2 separate regions of the Hordeum vulgare genome follow, and region 2 is linked to region 1. A link is a contact called in public Hi-C data. All regions are on one chromosome and are shown on one strand. The core of a region is the stretch at or near the end of the contact, and the rest is flanking DNA. Distances in the headings are between cores, read along the strand shown. Region 1 holds the start of LOC123428168 (synaptotagmin-5-like). Region 2 has its middle 6.7 kb from the start of LOC123431057.

Region 1 (5,316 bases), core at 2,671-5,170:
CTTCCACTTCGTACTGCCATAGAGTCACCTTTTGAAGAGGCACTTGGAAAAGAAAAATCTTGAAGCTTCATGGATCGAAATTCTCTTCTCTTATAAGAAACAAAATATGAAAGATGCTCATACACTCGTCGATATTTCAACGAATTTGAAAACACGTTTATCAATATTTGAAAAAAAGAATTTGAAAAGAAATTCAATGAATTTGAAAAATGTTCATCGATATTTTTTTAGAAAAATATTTTTAAAACCAAATTGCGAAATTGAAAATTTTAACACGTTTACATAAACAAGAAAAAATAGGAAAGAAAAACTAAAAAACGAACAAACCGTTCCAAAGAAAGAGATAATAAAAGGGATAATACCATGGGTTTCGCGAACTTGGGAAATAATAAAAGTGGTAAAATGAAGTTAGTTGTCACAGTAGTAGCGTTTTGTTTTGCTCTTTTAACCTTTTCTTTTATGTCTAATATTTTTCATACACATTGTACATATTTCATATACATCTTAAACAATTTTTATATAAGTTTACCATTTTTAATAGTTGATTAATATTTTTTCAAATACTTTTTAAAAATGTTCTCAATAATAGTTAAGAATTTTCCAAATACACGTTTAAATATAATTTTGTATGATACAAAACATTTTTTACAATGATTTTTGTTAAAGTATCACAAGTTTTTTGTTTGAAAAGCCTGATATGAGATAAATATATAGTATATTTTCAATGATATTTAACCATTTTTTTGAGTTACGTGAACATTTTTTTACATTATACTCTCTCTATAAAGAAATATAAGAGCATTTAGATCATTAAAGTAGTGATCCGAACGCTCTTATATTTCTTATGGAGGGAGTATAAACTTGTTTATATATATATATATATATATATATATATATATATATATATATATATATATATATCATGAACATGTATTGAAACACGTGTACATTTTTAAAATGCCACAAACATTTGTTTGAATGCAATCAGCATTTTTTGAAGTTGTGAAAAATATTTTTAGCACTGCATGAACATTTTTTAACGTGCAATGAGTGTGTTTTAAATATATTGTGATATTTTTTCCATTTTATTAATACAAATATAAATGGTAATAAAAGAAAAAAATGTGCTGAACAGTTGATGGGCCAACTCATTTACCGATCGATGGAGGAGAGTGCCTGCGTCATCTCGCAACACGCGAGACAAATCCACGCCATGACGTTTTCTTGATGAAAATGAATTTTAAGGTGTGTTTGGCTATCTGCACCGGGTTTTTTTGTTGCATCCGTTACTCAATTGGGCCTGGCTGAACAGATGGAGGCTAAAAACCATGTTGTGCATGTTGTTTGGTGCCCGCGTCTTGTATGCTTACATGATAGCAACAAATTCTAGCCCCGCATTTGGTTGCCTGCTTACGGTGTGTTGATGCATTTGGTTGCATACATTCGGCGATGTCTGCTTACGATGTACTTTATGTTGTAAGCTTACCATCTACACTTTAATACGATCCCATCAAGAAAACAACACTACAAATCACGACGAACTGAACAACAATGACAAAGTTTTTCACCCCACAAATCCAAAACTGATGAGGAGCCTTGCCTACTTCAGCATTTCGGCTTTGGTCGCGCACGCTCATATTATTAGCCAGCACGGTCTCAAGAGGGCACGTCGCGAAGCTTCCATTTCTTATTGATGTCACACGGCATGTGTAAGTCAAGATTTTCAAGGCATTGATAGAGCTCGAGAAAGTCATGGAGGCTACGATTGGATGTCTTGAAATTTTGGTGAAAGGGTGTATTGGATGTGATGAAGAGTGTGTGCCAGGTGTTTGGTGATTTCCAACAATGGCCTCGGCAAGCAGGGACAGCAACACTGAAGGATTGTATTTTTGATGATGCTTCTAGGGTGAAAAACCAAGGTTTGCCTTTATTGGTTGTACATATCAACGAGTTTGTTGAAGGTGTTATTTTTTGGTGAACTATGACTTTCTTCACGATGAAAACCCAAGATTTTGACCGGGCAATGACAACGCTCGTGCATCGCTTCCTTTTTGAAGGTGTTGCTTGTGGAGAATCTCTTTTGTAATCCGGGTATTGTTTTTGGTGATGGTTAGAGTGCTACTGATGCTAGTGATTAATCACCATGGCGGATCTTTTTTCCGTATTTTTTTGGTTGTGTGTATTCAGAATGTCTTTGGACATCTTCTTTTTATGATAACCCTGTATGTTATCAAATCAAAGAGATATTACATGAATCGACCCACGTGACATTATTAGACATAGATGGACAAGACAACTGTCCATGAAACATTGCAGAAAATCCCAAGAAAGAAAGAAAAATACAATTAAGCCCTTTGAACTCCCTGCACAAAACATAACTGTGCCCACCTCCAACCACCAACTTTACCACCACAATCGCCTAAGAGAGAGGGGAAGATCCCCCTTCGTCGCCATAGTCAGGAGAGCATCATGGCCACCAGGGCTTTCTGAATCAAAGACCAGGCCCGTCGCGCACAACAAGGCACATAACGATGTGGCATGTCGGCTATTGATATCTTCGCGATATTAGTATATCCCATTTACAAAAAAGGCACTCCATTGGGAACACTCAATAGCACGGCCTACATCACCCTTTTTTCGCTAGTCGTAATGGCCAGGCCGGGCTAGGCTCAGGCTTGGGATAGCCCCGAGCTCGGCCCGGGGTATGCCCAGGTTCAGAGCAGCTCTAATGAGGCGACCCATTTCATTCGTCCGTGTCCGTTTGGGTCGCTGCTGACAGAAAATTCGGCCCAATGCACCGACCTAAACGGACGTGCACCCGTTTTCCGTCCGCCCACGACCCATTCTAGGCCCAAACTTGAGTGTCATTTGTGTCGTCGTGGACACGGAGTGGACACACACCTCGCCTGCGTGCTCCTTCCCCTGCCCGCCAGTTAGCGTCAAAGTCTCTCCTTCTTATGCCCTTTCCTCACCCGCCGCCCGCAAGCACACAAACCCTAGGCCAACGACCCCATTTCCCCCCGGCCACCCTAGCTCTCCAGCAGCAAATTCACCGGCAGGGTGCCTCCTTCGTACCAGTGTGGGAGGCCTAGTGGTGGATCTGCGACGACGGTGGCGAAATTTTGCGCATCCTGCGAGCGGGATTTGTGCACTTCTATTTAGAATTGAAGATATAGATCGAGAAGTTATAAAAGTTAGACATCTTTTAAAATATTTAATTGTAGTTATTGGTTTCTTTGGCCTTATATTCATAACAAAGAATTAGTATAAAATGTATTTGATGAAGTAATAATATTGTTCAAATCTAAAATAAAGGAAAATATGTGATTAAAAAATGAATGATGTCCGTCCGTGGGAACGAGATTTTGGCCATCCTGTTGAACGCACGACCGACTCATTTACAAAATGAGACGAATATGCCGATTCAAACGGACAAAAAACAAATAGAATACGCATCCGTTTGGAATGCGGGGTTGGAGTTGCTCTTACTGCACAGTCGAGCGGCAGGCGCTCGTCCCTTGACGAAGCAAAGCCAGCAAAATGAAATCCCCGTGTTGAATCACACACCGGTGACTACAGCCTCCCGGTCGAACCGACCCGCACAACGATCATCGAACCGGCGGGGTCAGCACGGACGCAGCTCGGCCGCGATGCACGTGCACGGAGCACGCAGAACCCAATCCTCCTCCCCAAAAACATTTCAATCCCCAAGAAACTTCGAACCACGGAATCCCGAACCGATCCGTCGCCCCCCAAGAATAGCAAGCCACACCCACCGCCGCCCCACCATCAACGCCGCCCGCCTCCCCGCGGCCCCACCCGCCAGCGAGCAAACCCCTAACCCCACCCCAGCTCGCTCACGCCATCCGAATCCCATCCTGGCGAGAAAGCGGAAGAAAAAACAGTTTTCTGGCGGGTCGCCGAGATCTCTCCCTCACATCCTAATCCCAATCCCAATCCCAAACCCCCAAACCGGCATCGCTTTCCGCTCCTCTCCCGATTTCCGCTCCCCGGTCTCCACATTTCTCCGCCTATTTCCATTTTCTTTTTTCCCCGTCGTCTTTCAAACTCCTCCTCTCCCCAGTCGGCACCGCCGCCAGCCAAGCAGCAGGCGCCACTTGGACTCCCCGCCCCGCGCCGGCGTCGACGACCGGGCCCGTGGAGGGCCCCGCCAGCTGCTGCTGCAGCGCCTCGCTTTCGCTCGCGTGCCGCCCGTGCCTGCCCCCAGATGCGCGTTGGCCCGCGGAGGGGGAGGAGGATATCGTAGCGCGGCGGTGATTCGAGTCGGAGAGAGGCGGCGGAATGGGGTTCTGGTTGGGCCTGGCGATGGGGGTCGCCGCCGGCGTCGCGCTCATCGTCGCCTTCGCCCGCTGCGAGAACGCCCGCGCCGCCCGCCGCCGGAAGCTGGTAAGCGCCCCCCGTCCCCCCTCCCCCCTACCTCGAATCCTCTAGATGCGCCTCTGTTACGCGGAGACGGGATTGCGGGCGCTCGGGGATTGGAGGAACACGGCGTGGCGTACGACCCGAAAGCGGGCCCCGAATCTGTCCTTGCCTTCCCCGGTGGGGCTGTTCAACTGTTCGCCCTCGCGTTAGGTAGACGGCTCTCGGCATCATCATCATCATCATCCCTGTCGCCTTTGCTTAACTGCGTCGGTGTCGGCACAGGTTTTTGGATTGTGTTGGTTGCAACTTGCAACCTCTGCTCGCAGCTTGTTACAATGGTAGCACCATTTTTATTGGTCACACACTACACTACATTGGCTTGTAGGGCAGGCAGGGCAGTAGTAGTCATTTTGGGGCCCTCGAATATTGCCCACGGATGAGCGCAGTTGCAAGTGCTCCTAATCATGCCATATGGTTCTTCTAGTTCTAGTGCTGGCCACTGCCTTTCACTGTTTAGGCCAGGCCAATTCTAGTCCATGGGCTCACTTCTATATCACCTTTTTGTTGTTGTTGTTGTTGAAGAAATTTCATGTTGTATTAATAGAGAAGGCATTGGCGCCCAGATTTGTGCATGGTACTTGAACCCAGGTGGTGGGTTGTCCACCCACTTTCCCACCCAGCTGAGATAGGCTCCAATCTCCATGTCCATCCTAAACTGGGAACCTTCACTTTGTGACTGAATTTCCGGGTTGCAGCCATACCTGAATTAATAGGAATTTTCGCTGGTTATTTGTGCAGGCTGCCACGGTTGCTACTTTCTCTAAAATGACGGTCGAAGATTCACGCAAGTTACTTCCAGGTACCCTGTACCCATCCTGGGTTGTTTTCTCTACGCAGCAAAAGGTATACTTATTTAGCAATCTCTAGTTAAGC
Region 2 (5,715 bases), core at 3,118-5,617, 38 kb before region 1:
GTTAGTAGTCGGCACAGTTGAGGTCTGTGTTGGGGTGTAGTTTGTGTGAACAGCAGGGGTTTCAGGAAATCGGTAGGGAGCTACTCCGAACATGGGCTCTTTGAATGTAGTGTAGCCAGCTATGTGTGTTCTCATCAATTTAAATCAAGTGCTATGCTAGAAGTGGACGTATCTGTATGTTTATCTGAATTTTAACGGAACCACATGCTTGAGGTGATCAGGTTTTCAAAAAAGCAGAGCTCTAGCTTTTTTCAGAAGACCACCACGGTGAATGATTACAGAATGTTGCATGTCATTATACACTACTGTTATTTCTTTGAGACACTGTTTCCGCTAGTAAAATCTTTATTTCTTCTTAGGAAAGTAAAATTTGCATCTGTATATTTATATTTTCTCTTACTAAGTGATCCTATGCTTACGAGAAAATGTCATAATATAATTTGTGTTTGAGCTAAGAATTATATCTTCGTGTGATGTTCTCTGGCATTCATCTCGCCATTGTGTTGCACAGATCTATATCTGTTTTTCTACCTATTCTTCATAAATTTCATTTTAGACAATCAGGAAGGCCCTTCCCGACTCCATTTATATAAAAGAAACCAACTTAGCACACAACAATCTTCTTCATAAAATGTACTCAGATTACCAATCAATGAGGCAAGCTACCTCTGGCTCTACAACTTTTTTCTCTTCCAACTTTCTGTAGCTATTTTGTTGCCCCTAATTATCTATACCGATCCATAGCTAAAGTGAGTAGTTAGTTTTGAACTAACATGACAGTCCACCAATATTTCTTGTCAGTCTTCAGTTTACTCTTTAGCCCCTCAGTATGTATCTTCTTTCTTCAGTTTGTCTTTTTTTCTTAATTTTTTATCAGTCTCTTTCAGTTAATCTTTAGTCTCCCTTTTTAGCTCCCTTACCTATACAGTTTCTTCTCATTTAGTCAGTGTTCAGTTGTTTAATTTTACTTGTTCTTCATTTCTATAAAACGTGTTCGGATGGAAGGTACTGAAAGCAAAACCAACTCACTGTAGTAGTCAAATCACTAAGTATTTCTTGGTTACTGAATTAATCGTAAAACATAAAATTCAACATACTGCCCAAAAATTGCAGACTTTTTAATTTATCAAGAGCAAAATTCCACAGTACAACTGTACAAGAACCATAGTAGAAATCAAACAACATGTTATCGAGAAGAAAGAAAGCGATCCAGCAAATTGGTAACATAATTCAAGTATTTCAGCAGCTAGTATTTATATAGCTGGGTTAACAAAGAGGAGCAAGCATGGGCTGGGGTTTCAAGCAGTCAACTTACTTCTGCTTTGCGTGGTGATATTGAACGGTTTGCCGGATGTTCTTCTTCTCGTCTACTCTGCGTGGTGATATCCAGCAAATGATACATCAACAAATTTGTACAGTAATAATAAAGGTGGGACAAACTTTGTTATGCGTTTAAATTTGTATAAGCTTGAGCAATGAAAGAAATATAAATTCATGAGATTATGTAAACTAAATCTTTCTGAAGTTAGAGATGCAAAAAGGCGATCTACAAGAGCAAGATGTGACGAAGGCATCTAAGATTCTATCTTCTAGGTAACCTTTACCTTCAGAGGGGACAATTTTTTTTCCACAGTGGACTGAGGTTTGTTCCAACAAATGTCCTGTTGTTTGTAAGTTAATACTGATGTTAGATAGAGGTGTTGCACTGAAAACATCACATACTGGGAACTATAGGGTAGTTATACGGATAGGATAAGAAAGACCAAGCAAATATATAATCTGTGAGTCCCAAATGAAGTAAGATACAGTACTCCTGATTTGATTCATCACTGCCGTGGAAGGCATGCCCTCCATACTGAAAATTTTTCAGGGTGACCAAGAGTATGAATGCTAGTACATGGATATGCAATTAAGGGGATAAAGGAAGACCGATAAAAATAGCATAGTAGAAGTCCTAATGGCATGTTTTATCTGTAAATGGAACACTAAAAAGAAATATATTGCAATCACACAAGTTCAGATGTAAAAGGAACACTAAGCAAGTTCATAAATAAAACATGTGGCTAACTCAGTTGAGCATTGGGAAAGGAAAATAAAAGTAAAGATCCAAATTTATGCCATCTGAATGACATGCAACTTCCTTTCCAAAACAGTCAGCTGAGGGACATCATCCCATCTTATTGGAGTTTAGATTAATTACTGAAATAGATCGCGGTAAGGAGTATCGAACATAGGGAACTCCTATGTTTAACAAACTCCAATGCATCCATGTTCCAGAAATTGTAGGCAACATGAAACGCTGCACCACATTGCACAACTCTTTTGTCAGTGCTCAGTACCAATTTGGCATACAGCAGATTTCTAATCTAAATTACATAAAATGGGAGTAACACTATTGGCGTCAAGCACAAATTGCTCATCACTGGTCAAGTGTGCATCCATCTTTGGCCGAAATCAAGCGCATACATGTATCACCAAAGGAGATAAATAGCTTCCATAATACATATACACAAAGAGGTCGTGCATACCTGAAACTTGGTACCGTTGTAGACCGACGGGTTCTGCTGGAGCCTATGGTTCCATGTCTGCAAGACGAACAGATATGAACAATAACAATACCATGGGAAGAACCAACGGAATCAAACCTCGTTGGGGGGCGTGGCCGCCCCGCCGCCTGCACTGCGCGTGCCGCCGCCGCCGCACTTCGCCGCCCCGCGCGCCTCCGCTGTCGTGCGCCGCCGCCTCCAGCCTCGCCGCCCCGCCGCATGGTGCCTGCGCCCGCCGCCTGATCCGGCCCGGCTCACCATGGATCCGGCTGCCCCACGTGCCCCTCGGCCTCGCCTCCACCTCTGACCGCCGCCGCGACACTCGTCGGTGCCGGAGCCGCCGTCGACGGACCGGCCTCCTCCTCAGATCGGGACCGGACCATCGGCATGGTGCTGGCCAACCGCTGCAGTGCTTCGACATCGCCGGAGAGAGGATCCCGCGATGGAGGACGGGGTGCCCCGGGGAGACGGTGGCGCTGCGGACCATCGGCATGGTGTTGGCCACGCTGCTGTAGTGCTTCGACATCGCCGAAGAGAGGATCCCGCGGTGGAGGACGGGGTGGATAAGGTGAGCTGGGGGTGTTTTTCTTTTTAATCTGAAACGTTTTTCTTCATCACTTAAATCTGGACGGCGGGTTGAATACCCAAAAACGGAGGGGCTTTTGTGCTAAATTGCCAACGACGGATGCGATGGATGACAGAAGCGATACCTGCTTTATTATTACTAGCAAAAGGACCCATGCGTTGCAACGGGAGAAAGAAATACCACACGGCACACGCTCTTAATTTATAAAAAATGTCTATAATTTGAGAATTTATAGTTACCATACAAATAAAGATGGTCTTATCCTACAAAAATGCAGTTTAAAATTTCACAGGTCTTCTATTTTAATACGTCTTGCATGTAGATTTAATACGTACAAAGAATCAGTCAAGTGACCTTCAGTTTCATCTCTAATCCTGATTTTGTTGACGTGTTCATTCCCAACCCCGATGAGTACCGGTATGAAAGAAAGACGAATAATGACTTATTTATTAAGATTGCACCCTAGATAGTATTTTTATTAAACGTTTAACAGATAAAATAATCATATTTAAATTCTACATATTTTTCTAATCAAATTCCATGTATAATATGTTAAATTTGGAGTTACGGTTTAAAAGATATGAGTATTTAAAAATATATTTAATATATACTACGAGTTTAATGTCATAAACAGTAAGATTTTTTTTGTAAAATCACTTCGGTGGGTTTTCCGACGGAAGCGATAGCCTCTTTATTATTAGATAAAGATTCGGTAACTAGATTGCCTCATGTAGTAGCCACCCTTACACCCGGTTTGGGAAGCTTCTAGACGCATCTTGCGAGATTTTTTATTTTATGTGTTTCTTTTTTACATTTATTGTTTCCTATTTTAAATAAAATGATGAGCATTTTTAAATTTGTGAACATTTTAAAATTCAAGAAAAATTATTAAACTATGAATATTTCAAGAAACATGAAGTTTTCGAAAAGAAATGAACATTTTATTTATTTTTATTTTCAAGAAAAATCAAACTTTTAAAAAATGTACAAACTGGTAGTTGACTTTTTCTTAATGAGAGCAAATTTATCATAAGCAGGTTTTCTTTTGAAAGTAACAAGAGTGAACGAATTTCCTGGTAAGCGAAGAAACACAAGATAGGCTAGCCCATATAGGTGCTACAATGGCAAACCGGACCCTAAAGCGTGAATGGAATCTCCGAATCCGCTATAAGTGAGAACAACTAGTCAAGGGGTATCCATTGTAGGAGCCCTGCAAGAGTCAGCTTGGTGGGCTGAGAGCGCGTTAAGTGGTGCGTCCAGCCGCCGCCGCGTGCCGCGTACTAGGTGCTTCCACAAGAAGCACATATTGTTTTCGTGAAAAGCACATATATAACTCTCTACAAGAGTCGCAGATTTGCTTCTCGTGAAGGCACATATTTGCTTCTACAAGAAACACAACTGTGTATCTTGGAAAAAAAAATATGAGAAGCGCGGATTTGCTTTTCATGGAGGTACATATTTGTTTCCATGAGAAGCATAGTTATGCCTTCGGAAAAAACAAAATATGTTTTTTGCCTCCATGAGAAGAAAATATAATCTTATCATGGAGGCACAAATTTGCTTCCTTGGGGACACGGTTGTGCCTCTTGAAAAGGAAAAAGTGTATATATGTTTTTTCCTTTGCTTTCTGTGAAGGAACAGATTTATTTTCGCGAAAAGCACAGGTGTGTCTCTCGGAAAAAGGAAAAAAACATCTTCGGTTTTCTTTCTTACAGGTATTTTTGGGAAAAAAATCATCAAAACCTATTAACATCCATCAAATCTAGTTTCAAACATCTCGGCACAAGAAATATATCAGTGAAAACGTTTCGGGATTTGGACGCGTGGTTCAAAAGACAAAACATTTATTCAAAACAAACGTACGAAAAAAGATCGAGTGAGGATGATCTTTGCAAAAGGATCGAGTGCTAGTGGTTCAATTCCACAATAGAACAAAGAATGAAATGAATTAATGAAACTCATGACCATGCCTCCAGTGGAAAGATCGAGGAACATGTGCTGGTGTGTAAATTGCTTTGAATAGTTAAATCAATCATTTGTCTTTGAGGGTTCAACATTAATCCTCTGATACCTACTAGTTTGTGTACCTGAGATGCATTCCATTCGCCAACAAATATGAATTATCTTGATTGGCACATACATGCCACTCAACCAAGGAAAGATAATAGAAAGTTGCCCTAGATGAGCACTCTTCTGTCAAATAAGCTCCTCAAATTGGTATATATGCCCTGCAATTACTCTTCATATCTAGTAGCCCACTTTTCTTCGGTTAACCCCCATCTTCAGCTGCTTTTTGTTCTCTTCCTCATGAAACACATGCTTCTTGACTCCTCTATCTTCTTTTACGTTATTATGTTTTTTAAACATGATACAAACGTAGACGCTCATATATACATACATACATTCATCTCATAAATGCATGCACCAACACCCTATCCTTATAAACAATTTCAAGGAACCGAGCCGGCACATCATTTTGAGATTAACGAAGTTAGCATAGACGCCTTCATAATTGATGGAAACGTCTCTCCTCCCATTGAATGCACATAGTCGAAAGATCTACAATAAATCTAAAAAAATGTG

The links. Hi-C and Micro-C count contacts between places; a contact is called where the count stands out from the background.
Region 2: a Hi-C map of leaf shows a contact between it and region 1, with 1.9 times the contacts expected there. The contact joins the enhancer-like site here to the promoter of LOC123428168 in region 1. A contact is called at or near these places in 3 of 6 Hi-C or Micro-C datasets (leaf and seedling).

What each region holds. Positions count from the first base shown.
Region 1 is chr2H:637,095,082-637,100,397 of MorexV3_pseudomolecules_assembly, reverse strand. LOC123428168 (synaptotagmin-5-like) reads left to right here and starts at 3,920. Exons shown (of 13, transcript XM_045112338.1): 1 at 3,920-4,407; 2 at 5,182-5,286. The coding sequence starts at 4,303.
Region 2 is chr2H:637,132,798-637,138,512 of MorexV3_pseudomolecules_assembly, reverse strand. No RefSeq gene overlaps it. Among protein-coding and RNA genes, the nearest start is that of LOC123431057, 6.7 kb to the left of the region's middle. Within about 2 kb of position 4,367, at least 2 of the 3 cell types and tissues checked have open chromatin away from gene starts, as enhancers often do. A contact at or near this core is called in leaf, where this site is marked.